Regions from separate parts of the Mus musculus genome. Here all the other regions are linked to region 2. Evidence: chromatin contacts called from public promoter capture Hi-C data. All regions are on one chromosome and are shown on one strand. The core of a region is the stretch at or near the end of the contact, and the rest is flanking DNA. Distances in the headings are between cores, read along the strand shown.

Evidence for each region. Promoter capture Hi-C pulls out the DNA fragments that hold promoters and counts their contacts.
Region 1: a promoter capture Hi-C map of pre-B cells shows a contact between it and region 2, with 4 times the contacts expected there. The contact joins the promoter of Abcf2 here to the promoter of 6030443J06Rik in region 2. A contact is called at or near these places in 1 of 39 promoter capture datasets (pre-B cells) and 1 of 484 Hi-C or Micro-C datasets (B cells).
Region 3: a contact with region 2 is called in a promoter capture Hi-C map of pre-B cells, with 7 times the contacts expected there. The contact joins the promoter of Kmt2c here to the promoter of 6030443J06Rik in region 2. A contact is called at or near these places in 2 of 39 promoter capture datasets (liver and pre-B cells).

The regions. Positions count from the first base shown.
Region 1 is chr5:24,574,549-24,578,802 of GRCm38.p6, forward strand. It overlaps Abcf2 (ATP-binding cassette, sub-family F (GCN20), member 2), which reads right to left and starts at 2,919. Exons shown (of 14, transcript NM_013853.2): 1 at 2,799-2,919; 2 at 1,971-2,179. The coding sequence starts at 2,139.
Region 2 is chr5:22,548,812-22,553,082 of GRCm38.p6, forward strand. It overlaps 6030443J06Rik (RIKEN cDNA 6030443J06 gene), which reads left to right and starts at 1,602. Exons shown (of 3, transcript NR_102315.1): 1 at 1,602-1,661. Orc5 (origin recognition complex, subunit 5) reads right to left here and starts at 1,527. Exons shown (of 14, transcript NM_011959.3): 1 at 1,381-1,527. The coding sequence starts at 1,452.
Region 3 is chr5:25,496,844-25,500,773 of GRCm38.p6, forward strand. Kmt2c (lysine (K)-specific methyltransferase 2C) reads right to left here and starts at 1,940. Exons shown (of 59, transcript NM_001081383.2): 1 at 1,547-1,940. The coding sequence starts at 1,707. 4831440E17Rik (RIKEN cDNA 4831440E17 gene) reads left to right here and starts at 2,954. Exons shown (of 1, transcript NR_030700.1): 1 at 2,954-3,930.

The DNA of each region.
Region 1 (4,254 bases), core at 1,669-4,168, 2.0 Mb after region 2:
AGGCTTTTCTCAGCAGCCCTTTTGAGTCTATGCTCTCTCCTACCACTTCACTTTCCTCCACTGTTTCCCCCTTCACCATCTTCCATAGCTCTGGCCATGGATAAAGCTTCCCCATGGCCTAACTTGATCACACTAGCTGCCTTCTAGAATCTTATTTTGGGGACAATTCCTACCACTTGACATTTCTTCATCTGTTTAGTGCATCTATGGTGACTCTCTCTCTCTTTCCCTCCCTTTCTCTCTCTCTCTCTCTCTCTCTCTCTCTCACACACACACACACACACACACACACACACACCTCAAAACACAGTCCCTCAAATAAGAATCAACAGCTGCAATGACTAAAGTAGACATAAGTAACACTGCAAAATGACATGGGATAGCAAATGGGAACACAATCATGTGTGTAAACCTCAAGTTTGCACAAGAACTTAACGTGTAAAAGGACAATACCATGTGTGGTAAGATTCAAAGGGCAGTGAGCAGTCTACATGCAGCAGAAGGACTGTGCAGCTTTCCTGGGCAGTGAAGACAGGGTTAGACTGGGATGGTTGTTATCATACACTGCAATGTTTGCCCATGTCACAGTTAACTTAGCTGTCAACTTCACATAAACCTGGCAAGAGGAACCTCAACAGAAGAACTGCCTCATCAGGCTGGCCAATGACCATGTCTAGGGCATTTTCTTAATTTCTAATGAATGCAGAGGGTCCAGTGTAGGCAGTGAAGTCTTTAGCTGAGTGGGTCTGTGCTACATAAGCAAGCTAGTTGATGCCTGGTGTAGTGGCCCATGCCTTTAATTCCAGCACTCCAGAGGAAGAAGCAGGAGAATTTCTGAGTTCAAGGCCAGCTGGTCTACAAAGCAAGTTCCAGGACAGCCAGGGTGGTTACAGAGAAACTGTCTTGAAAAACAAAACAAAAGTCCTTGCCTGACTTCCCTCAAAAATGGACCTGGGAAGCTGGGTAGTGGTGGTGGCGCACGCCTTTAATCCCAGCACTCGGGAGGCAGAGGCAGGTGGATTTCTGAGTTTGAGGCCATCCTGGTCTACAAAGTGAGTTCCAGGACAGCCAGGGCTGTCTCGAAAAAAAAAAACAAAAACAACAAAAAAAGGACCTGGGAATATAAGAAGAAATGAACTTTTTCCTCTCAAGTTAATTTTAGTCAGAGTGTTCTGTCAGAGCAAGAGAGAAAGAAATAATAAAATAAATTTTCTGAGAGCAAACTATGTTTACAGTGTGAGTGAGTAGCTTATTTAATATGGAAAAATGCTACAATAAATCCCCTAAACCTAAGTAACAAAACCATAAATATATTATCAGAAAAATTACATGAAGATATATAACAATATGTTACACATTACTCATTGGTATAATCACTATCCCTGTGACATTAAGAGTACCATATGAGCCAGGGATGGTGGCTCACACCTTTAATCCCGGCAGCTAGGAGGCAGGGGCAGGTGGATCTCTCTATGATTTCAAGCAAGTCTAGTCTACAGAGTTCCAGGACAGCCAGGGTTACACAGAGAAACCCTTCTATCTCCAAACATCTGCCTCCCCCCCCAGAAAAGACAGCACCATATGGTAGAGCCTGTATACTCACCACCATAGGTAGGAAGAAAAACAGGAAATAGTACAAGTTGCCTTCCCTTTTATTGTCTACTGCAGCACCAACCAAGGTAGATCAAAAACTCCCATCTGTGTTTGCCACTTGAATTCAGTTTCCTTCATCAGTAACAAGTTTTAACTCTATGGGTGTGGGTGTCACCAAAAAGTTTCATGGCATATAAAGACATGTGTCTGTGGGTGCTTTACTCTGTTTAAAAAGATGGGGATGTGAGGACAGCCTGGCCTCAAACCTTCATCTTTTTACCTTAGCCTCCCAAATGCTGGAATTAAAGGCCTATGCATCTGCATCCAGATTCTGATCTTGGCTTCGAAAACCAGCTCAGGAAACTCACCCAACCTACCTCCATCTCCTGTGGTCTCTCTGCCATTGGCCTCCTCGATTTTCTCTTCTGCCACCTGAGGTTCTGTGACAGCATCTCCATTTTCTTCATGTCCCTTTCTGGGTCGCTGTCGGGCTTTGGCAGCCTCCTTCTTTTTGGCTGCCTTCTTCTTGGCCAGGTCGGAAGGCATGGTGATGAGCCACAGGGGTAGTTACAGTCCTTTCAGGAGTCTGAAGAAAAGCAAACAGATACTCCAAAATTCTAAACTTACAGGTAAGAATGTCTGAGTGCTATCCCATCCCTCCTTGGAATTTTCCTATCAAGCCTGTGGTGCCCAACTCTTGTCCCCGCCAACTTTGTCCGGGCTTCTCACACTCTCTCGACCGCTCCTCCAGCCTCATCTCCTCCCTTGGGGTTCGCGCGCCAATCCCCACCGCCGGCTTCACTCGGATGCGCTCTTCCCCCAGGGCCTTAGTGAGGGACCGCTCTGCCCCTCGTCTCCAGTTTCCGAACTTGGCGCTCGCGCACCTCTGCCAGCCGCCTCCTTTTCGGTTCTTCGCCAGGAGTTCGTCCCGGACCTCCCTTCCGTCCCTCTCATCCACCCCACCGACTGCGGCGCGGTTTCTCTCCCGGAACCACGAGTCCTCCCCAGCGGGTCCCTAAGGGTCTCTGCGCTCGCTGCCCCTAACCTCCCCCACACCCCGCTCGCCGGCGTCTCTGCCTGGGCCAGTTCTTTTCCCTTTCGGCCCTTTCCATTCCGACCCTGAGCTCCCTTCCGCTTCTCCTCCCGCTTCCTGCTCACGGGTCCACACTCTCCTCCCCTCCGGCGCCCCTTCCCCCTCAACTCACGGGGCCTCGCCGCTCGGCCTCTGTCGCAACAGAGCTGCTCCTTGAGCTCCTCCGCGTGCGGCCGGCTCCCCAACCAATCACGGCCCCGGGCGGCCCTTGGCGCGCTGCCGCGAGGGCTTCTGGAAAATGTAGTTCTCAAATCGTAAGAACTTAGGGCGGGACTCTCCTCCGGAACTACCACGATTCCCAGGTGTTGCGCCGTTCTAGTGACGGCATCAGAACGCGCGATGATTCTGGTTGGGGGAGGATTAGAGTCCAAGAGGCCCGTCCTACCAAGCCGGTTTGAAGAACTGAAAACTGCAAATCCCAGATTGCTCCTCGGAGAGGTGGGCTGGTCTCCCAAAGGATACCCCACCCCTAGCAGATAAATTTACCAGGCTGCTCTACTGGTTTAACCAGCAGGAAGTGCGACTAAGCTTCCCGGCCAGCGTCCTAAGAGTGCGAGACCAAACAATGAGAGAAGAGAGTTAGAAGGTGGAGGGGAAAGAAGAGCGAGTTGCTGCTGGGCAGGTGGCTCTGAAAGTGAGGTAACCCTTTGTAGACCACGCCAACAGAACTCTGTTCGAGAAAGGCATCCTCGTCTCATGGAACCGAAATTGAGAGCCTCGTCCATCGCTAACGAAACTTTTTGAAAGTGCCAGACGCTGTGCTGAACCTTGGTATCTTAGTCAAGAGTTTCTGGGTTCCACCAGAGCCATGCGAATGTGGTGGAAAAATCTAAAGTATAGGACCACTTTGCTGAGTTTAGCTCTATGGACACTTAGTTGTGACTTGTTTCATTTCCTTTGAGTCTCACTGTCTAAAATCTAAAGCAGACTTAGTGTTAGGAACATTATAAACTAGATCTGTAGCCTCATACACAAAACAACTCTACGACCCTTGCTTGCTACCTGTCCAGGGTCCTGTCCACTGGTGTGTCATCACTGATGACACAGAAGGAAGCAAACTTAGTGCCCCTGAGTGCATTCTCAGAAAGTGACCCCCTTTTCCTCTAAGGTCACCATGTTGCCAAGCTAAATAGAAATTAGGCGTGAAGATCATTGAGGGTGGACATCACAAGTAGCTTCAGAGCCTGCCCCCTGTGTCTTTGGCAGCACACTAATTTTAAGATGAAAACGGGCTAAAGAGATGGCTCAGCAGTTAAGAGCACTGACTGCTCTACTAGAGATCCTGAGTTCAATTCCCAGCAACCACATGGTGGCTCACAACCATCTGTAATGAGATCTGATGCCCTCTTCTGGTGTGTCTGAAGACAGCTACAGTGTACTCATACACATAGATAAATAAATGAAAGAAAAGGGAGGAAGGTAAAAGGAGGCTTTGTAACACACACACACACACACAGCTTTAAAAAAAAAAAAAAAGAAAAAAGAAAAGAAAAAGGAAATCCAAATGGGCCTGCCAATCGCCTAAACAGGAAACTGCGGCTGCTAAGGAAGTTGTCTGTTTCAGAAAC
Region 2 (4,271 bases), core at 352-2,851:
ACTGACTATCTGTTGGAGGCATATTTGTTTTCAGTTATGTTCTCTCTTCCCACGAGGGCAAAACTAACCAGCATGCTCCCCTTTTAAACAACGTTCACATTGTCACCTAGAGTTGAAATGAACTCTGACTCCACTGTCACTTAACTTTTCCCCAACATGTGCCACAAGACTGAATCTGGCACAGTGCCACACACAGAGCCAGTGCTCAGAAAATACACACTTGCTAAACATATAAATTAGTCTTCTACGAGCATAGCTAGCTCTTTTTTCTTCTGTAGCTATTTGCTATAGTGGTTCTTTGTATTTCCCACATGCAAACTTCCTTGAAGAAAAATATTGTTTTTGTTAGATGTAGTATTAAATAAGAGCAAAGGTGAAGCCTTTTCTGGGACCCACTGCTAAATCAGCCCTACCTATCTTATTTTGCTAATAAAGTATTCCTCAAAAAAAGAGGAGTACTTTTGGTTAGAATAATCTGGGTTTATCAAGTCCAATGAAGGAATGTACAGAGCATAAACAATTATACATTTCAATAATATAGGTAACTATAACTGAAAGCATTATAACTAGGAACTACAGATGCAGCTGACCTCTAGAATTGCTAACATGACGCCTTTTAGATGGAGGGAAGTACTTTTCCATGACTATTTCATCTGCCACCACAGACGCACTGGATCCGACACTCTGCTGGATGAAAGTACATTTCTAAAGGAAGACTAAATGGCTATTTGTATTTGCTCATCTCCCAGATAAGATCCAAGTGCAATCAATTCTAATTAATGAGCACAATGCAAGGCAACTGAGAGAAATGAATGTTACTTCAGCCTGTGTTCACTTCAGAGGCTAACCTCTCCCCTCTAAATCATCTCATCTGGTCGGCAGGGAGAGAAACCCAAGCGAGACTTCTCCTGGCTTTTATAATTCTAGAAAAGCTGAAGGATTTTAAAGGCTAAACCACAGCGTTACCCTAATTGGCCTTGAAGCCAATCACCTCTCTGTATTTGACCCAATCTATACCTCACTACAACGGGCGAACTGGCGTTTAGTAAACACTCTGCAAACAGACTTCCTACCCAAACCCTGTTCTGCAGCAACTTGCAGTAGCTATTTGGGGCTCACATAATCTCCAAAGTGTGGTCCAAGTAAAAGGAGCACTTCCTAGCCGACGTCCTGTAGAGCAGGCCAGCTCTTCCTCTGCAGTCTCCTTTAAAATAGACTGAGAAGTTTCTTTGGGTAAGTGTGGGGCAGTCATACCGCACCTCCATCTTAACATAAGGGGGATAGCCTACCGCCTCGCAATCCACACAGTACTCCCCCCAAACGGAACGGATCCAGGACGCATTCGCCTCTGGCATTTGGGAAGCAGTCTGACTACAATACCTCTCCAAACAGGGACTGCAAAGTGGACACTTGGGCCTCTCGACAGAGGACCATGCTCTCCAAGTGAGACATTTTGGCGGGCACCACCTGATACTGCAGAGCAGTTGGCCTCCGGTCAGCCCTGCGCCACTCAGGCGTGGTTCACGTAGAACAACCGCAAGCTTTCCGGCCGGAAGCCTGGGCTGGGGGCGGAGCCAGCGCGGTCGAGTGACGTCAGGGAGCCGCGCGACAACGTGGGCCGCTCTAGTCTCCAGGCGGCGGTGCTCAGTGGTCGGTTACTGGTAAGTGGTTATCGCTTCCCACTCTGGCCTGAGCTTTCCAGCCTGAAACCCTTACACAAGCTGAAGGGCGACCTGGGGGCACCTCACCGCCCACCTTCTGTGTCTTCAGTTCCCTCCAGAAAGCCGCACACATAAAAGTACCGACAGAAACGAGTATTCTTTAAAAAAAAATTGGTTTTCCTCTGGCAAGAAAGTGGACAATGGGAACTCTGTGGAACTAACTAAATAAAATCATTTGTTTGTCTTTGCAAGCTTGAAACTAGATGTGGAAGTATTCGAGTGTTAGTGAGGGTAATCAGTAAAATTAACGTTGTCCTTGCACATTTATAGGACACCTGGAAGAAGAAAAGCCTTGAAATGAAAGAATGTATAGGAATAAGAAAATTCGTGTCCAAAGAGAGGGCTTTGGGTCCTGAAAAAAAAATTTGGTCTGGAAACATTGACTCAACTTTTTCTGAATTTTGAGATGTTGGGAGAATCTTTGAACCGTTTATTTATAAACTTCCTTATATAGAACATAAGGACTATAGTAGAGTATTTTTAAGAATAAAAGATAATGTACGCAGTGTCTGCTACACATAGATTTCATAAACAGTGCAAAAAGACAAGGAAAACACGGCACCCATATTAGAAAGAGGCCCATTATGTATTATTGAACAATACAACTGCCTGTGGAGGAAATCTAATTACCACACACACACACACACACTTTGGTTCCAAAGTGGTTGTACAAGTTTGAATTACTACCTGCAATGAAGAAGTATTCCCCTTACTCCACAGCCTCTACCATAAGTAGTTAGTGACAATCCTTTCCCAATCTGTAGGCTGCTGTTTGGTCCTGTTGATAGAGCCCTTTGCCTTACAGAAGCTTTTCAGTTTCATGAGGTCCCATTTATCAATATTTGATCTTAGAGCCTGAGCCACTGGTGTTCTATTCAGGACATTTTCCCTATGCCAGCGTGTTCATGGCTCTTCCCCACTTTCTCTTCTATTAGACTCAATGTATCCGGTTTTATGTTGAGATCCTTGATCCACTTGGACTTGAGGTTTGTGCAAGATGATAAATATGGATCTATTTTCATTCTTCTACATACAGACTGCCAGTTAGACCAGCACCATTTATTGAAGGTGCTTGCTTTCTTTCTTTCTTTCTTTCTTTCTTTCTTTCTTTCTTTCTTTCTTTCTTTCTTTCTTTTTCACTGTATAATTTTGGCTTCTTTTTCAAAGATCAAGTGTTCATAGGTATGTGAGTTTGTTTCTGGGTCTTTGATTCATTTACTTTGATCTGTGAGTCTGTTTTTGTATCAGTATCACACAGGTGTTTTGTATCACTGTTGCTCTTTATTACAGCCTGAGGTCAGGGACTGTGACTCTTCTGGAAGTTCTTTCATTGCTCAGGATTGTTTTGGCTCTCCTGTGGTTTTTGTTTGTTTGTTTGTTTGTTTGTTTCTTATGAAGTTGAGAATTGCTTGTTCAAGGTCTATAAAAAATTGTGTTGGAATCTGTAAATTGCCTTCGGTAGGATGGTCATTTTCACTATTTTAATCCTGCCTATCCTTGAGCATGGGAGAGTTTACATCTAACTGATATCTTCTTCAATTTCTTTCTTTAGGGTGTTGTTTCCCTATTTTTTTTCTCAGACAGTTTATCATTTGTGTAAAGGAAGTCTATTGATTTCTTTGAGCTAATTTTTTATCCAGCCACTTTGCTGAAGTTGTTGATCAGCTGTAGGAGTTCTTTGCTAGAAGTTTGGGGATTGCTTATATATACAATCATATTGAGAGGCCAAGCATACTCCATATTGGGACTGGACTTGATCTAAAAGAAAAAAAAGTTTAAGCACTTGATCTGTAGCTGAACCCAAGTACCAGGAAGGACTCCATGGCTTTTCCTTGGACATGAGTTCCTCTGGTTCCAACCCAGCTCAAACCGGTCAAGTCCAGTTCAGTCTGGTTCAAACCAGTTCATTCTGGCATCCACCGCCCACCACCAAGTCTTGCACATTCCTTTGCCCTCTTCCTCAACTCTTCATGTCCTGGGGTGTTTTCCTGATGGGGCCACGGTGGGGCTTTTGGTGTGGGAATCGAACTCGTGACCCAGTTCGCCAGCCTGTCTGCCCTCTTGATGTCGTTCCCCGCGTGGCGTCAGGTGGAGAGGGCACGGCTTGCAGTGCATCTCTTGGCACTACTGTCCTTCTTGTAGTAGAGTGTAGCGAAGGCAAAGATGTTGAGGAAGGCTCCCACCGTTAATCCTCATGCTCAACTCCTTTGAGTAATCATACTAGAGCCGTCTGGGCCCAGGTCGGGATCCCCAGCCAGGCATCCCTACCTGGGCAGTTTTGAACCCGGAGCGATGGAGGACGAGAACGCGGAGGATGACTTTACAGCAGGGCACCTTGTGGCCTGGCGCGGGAGCCAGGGTGGGGGGAGCATCATGGTACTGAGGTGCCGGACCAGCTCCAGCCAGAACCCCACTTTGGTAGCGCGGTAGTGGTCCTCCTTGCGAGGCTTCTTGATGTGCAGGTACAGCTGAACCACGCGACCTCCTCAAACTGGTTGGGGTGCATATGGATGAACTTGGTGTCCTGGGGCCCTGGTTAGTTGGGGTTGT
Region 3 (3,930 bases), core at 690-3,189, 2.9 Mb after region 2:
TGCCTCTGCCTCCTGAGTGCTAGGCTTAAAAAGATCTTACAGGCCTGTGCCATCATGAACCCTCTTATGAGATGCAGATGTTTTTCAAACAGTGAAATGGGAATGAATCGAAGTAAACTTCTAATATGGCTTAATCCCATGTTGCTTTTTAAAACAGTATTTATGTCAAACTGACCAAGTCCAAAGTTACTCAAAACTCCACAAAACGTCTCCAAATTCCAGTCAAGGCAGGCATAATGTTATCTTATGCAGACCATCACCTTACAAAGTAACAGACAAAATAAACTCGCAACTTTGTATCACAAAGAAGCTAATGTAATAATGTATACATCCTCTATAAAGTGTTTCTCTCAAGATTTTTCACAGCTAGGTAAGAGCTGGCAGGTGATAAAATATACAGGCGACTAAAGGCCCTGGAACATTTAGTAGTAAAAAGATAGCAAACCCTCTCCACCACCCACCCCAAATACACTGTGTCAAGAGCTTAGTGGGTTCCGAGAGGCCAGGGTGCTTGCTTGCTATGGCTCAGTTAACACTATTTTTGCTGCAACCACCAGACACAACAAATGAATGCACGTAAACCAAACAAACAGCCTATCCATAAATGTGCTGACTTCTTCCTGCAAGTCCCAGCGCACCCTTCCACCGCCAACAGTTCAATGAGAATATCATACAATGAAATGAGTAAGCAACACACGCCATTCTGCAACTTTGAAAGACGGTCACCAATCTTCCGCAGCACCCCGAAGAGCCACTATTGCTGATCAACTAACTCATTGGCACTAAAACGGTTTCCTTAATTTTCAAGCCAAGTTGCCGAATAACCACTTTTTAAGACAACACTTCTTGCCCAGTTCATCCACCCGGCACAGTCCTCACGGACGCTCAAAAACAATCGAAAGCCATTGCCTGCCCAGCTGGAGTTGAAGTTACTCGTCCAGCGACGTTTAAAGCTGTCTCCCCTAAACAAAGTGCTCTGGGCCGTCAGCGCCGCGGAACCCGGCCGCGTTCCCGAAACTCCGACTCGCCCGCTTACACCTGGGCCCGTGCGATCCCGAGCGCCGGCTGCGGAGCCGGGCGGTGCGGTTCGGGGCGGTGGGGGATGGGGAGGACAGGCTCGAATGGCTTCCTAATGTATCATTAAGAAGCAAAAGCACCGGTCTGGGAGCAAGAAAAGTTAAAGGAGCCGCGAGCTGACAAAGAGCGCCGGCCGCCGCACCCGGACCACCCGGCCGCGGCGTTTGACAGCTCCGTCCCTGGCGCCCACAGCTTTGTGGCTCCGAGAGGCCGGGCCGGCAGCAAGCTGGGCGTGCTCGGCGGGGCGTGTGCGGACGCCGGGCTAGGCCCTGGGGAAGCCGCCGGGCGGTTCTCCCAGAAGCGAGGCCGAACTCCAAAGTAAAGTGCGCGGCGCGGCCGGCGGGACCTGCGCGGGCGCCGCCGAACCGGGCCGCGCCTGGGCCGCCCCGCCCCCACCGGGCCGGGGGCCTGACAGCTCCGGGCCGCGCCGCCGCTGGCCGCCCGCCTGGCTCCCTCGCGCTCAACTTACTTCTTTCTGGCTCTCTGGAAAGGGGAAGCGCCATCTTTGCGAGGCCGGCCCCGAGGTCTTTTGTCTGCGGCTGCGGGGCTCGGGGCCGGGGCTCCGGGCTCCTCGGGGGGTGCTGGCGGCGGCTGCTGCTGCTCCGCGCTCCGGTCCTCCTCCGACGACATCCTAGTCACCAGGAAAGACACATGGATCCCCGTCCTCCTCCTGGGGGGCTCCTCCCGCCGCAGCGGCCGCAGCCGCCGCCGCTGCTGCTGCTCGAGTTGCTCCTCCCCGGCTCAGCCTCTCGCATTTCCCGCAGCCCCGGGAGCAGCAGCAGCAGCAGCAGGTACCGGGAGAGGCGGCAACATGGAGCTAGCAGGACACGCACTCACACACATCGGCGCGGGCGCGCGCACTCGGCGCGCAGGGGCCGGCGGGGGGCGGCGGGCAAGCGGGCGGGGCGGGCGGGGCCGGCCGCGCGGGGCGGGGCGCCGCGGCCAAGGCTGGGGCCGGCGGGGCCGGGCCGGAGGGCGGCGCCGAGCGGGGCGGGGCGGGGCGCGACGCGAGGGGCGCGGGCCGGGGGCGGCCGCAGGGGTCTCCGCCCGGCCCCTCCCCCAGGCCGCCCGCGGCGGGAGGAGAAAGGGCCGCGGAGGGGGGCGGCGGGCCGGGCCGGGCCGGGGCGGGGCCAGCCACCCCTCCCCCGCGCCGTCAGCCCGTCAGGCCCACGCCGCGGCGAAGTTTTGACAGCTGCTCCAGTTGTTGTGGTGGGTTCCGGGGTGGTGCGAGCGCCGGCCCCTCGGTCGCGCGCTGGCGATCGCTCCCTCACACACTGCTCGCTCACGGCGTTCCCTGTGGCTAGCTCCCTCACGCTCGGTTCAACGCACGGCTAGCTCTCGCTCTTCCCTATCGTTTGCCCGCTCTCCGGCCGGCGCTTTGCTGCCTCACGCTCAGGATCGCTCCCTCACGCTAGCTTTCGGCCCCATCAAGCTTGGCTCCCTCACGCTGGGATCCCTCTCGCTCGCTCGCGAACGCTCCCCCACGCCCGCTCTCTCTCTGGGGGCAGCAAAGGAGGAAGTTTTGCGGCTGTGCGTTCACCACACAAACAACACACGCACACGGCAGTGGCCGTCGCGCGAGGCCTGCACCCGGGTCCCCCGGGGCGACCCGCACCACAGACCTCTCAAACTCGCCGCCGGCTCGCCCACACACAGGCGCCTCCCGCCCCCGCCCCCAGCGCGCTGCTGCCACTCACGGGGCTGAGTCCGCGCATGCGCCCCGCGCTACCCGGCCGCCGCCGCTGACCTCACCGCCCCTCCCCCGCCCGCTCTGACGCGGCGGTGGCTGCAACTCGGGCTCTGGCGGGCGCTAAGCTGCGGACCGGGCATCCGGGATCAGGGTCCAGCCCGGCCGGAGGAGGGGGGAGGGATCGATGTAAACACTCCGGAGCGTGCACCCGCGTGCGGTGCGCGCACGTGCGTCCGCGACCCCCTGCGGGCGTGGGCCGCTCCAGGCCTGGCGGAGTCCCACGTAGGCTTCCCTAGTGCGGCGCAACCGTGGCAGGACAACGTTAGATCCTAACTCCAGCTGTAGTTTCTCCGTCCGACGTCATGTTTTAAACACCGTGAGACCGGAGGCTGCCGTACAAAAAACCAAGCGGACAGGTTGAGTGGGAAAAAAATGTCTCTACACCGAGAGAAATGCATCAGCGTGAACGTTGTGTGTGCTCAAGATTTAAAAATGGAAATACTGCTAAGCTGTTTCCCATTAAAAAAAAAAAAACGATTCGTTAAAAATGGGGCCAGAATTGCCCAGGACGCCGCGTTTCGTTTGCACTATGGATTGCCTTGTAGGAGTGAGAAATAGTAGAGATGGGAAAACGGATCTGTGGAGCGGCGTGGAAGGCTTAGAGTAGCCTGTCAGGCGCTGAGCTGCTCGGAGCCTGGAATCCGAGCGCACTTTGCGATCAGTTCTTTCCATTCTCAACAGTTTCAATGCTGGGCAAAAAGAATACACTTGTTTCTAGAGGTCCTGTTCACCTTCCTGCCACCCAATAGCCAGGCTATTAACATTGAACTGGGCTTCGCATCTGGATCAAACTTTGATCGTCTAGTGCATATTATAGCTGTAATCATTTGTTTGTTTGTTTATTTGCAGTGGCTAAAGTTGAATCGTTGAATCATTTGAATTGATTGCAAGTTTAATCCCTTGCAGGCCTTTTCAGCTTTATTATATGTACAGTCAAAGGAAGCTTGGAGCAGGGAAGAAAGCTGCCATATGAAAGGTAAGCTACAAATTAAAAGGAGAGAGGAAATTGGGGTTTCTAGACAAATTAAATTACTTGTCGTTGTGGTATATTGAACCCAGAACTGCACACACAGCTAAGCTAACACTCCACCACTGAGTTTTAT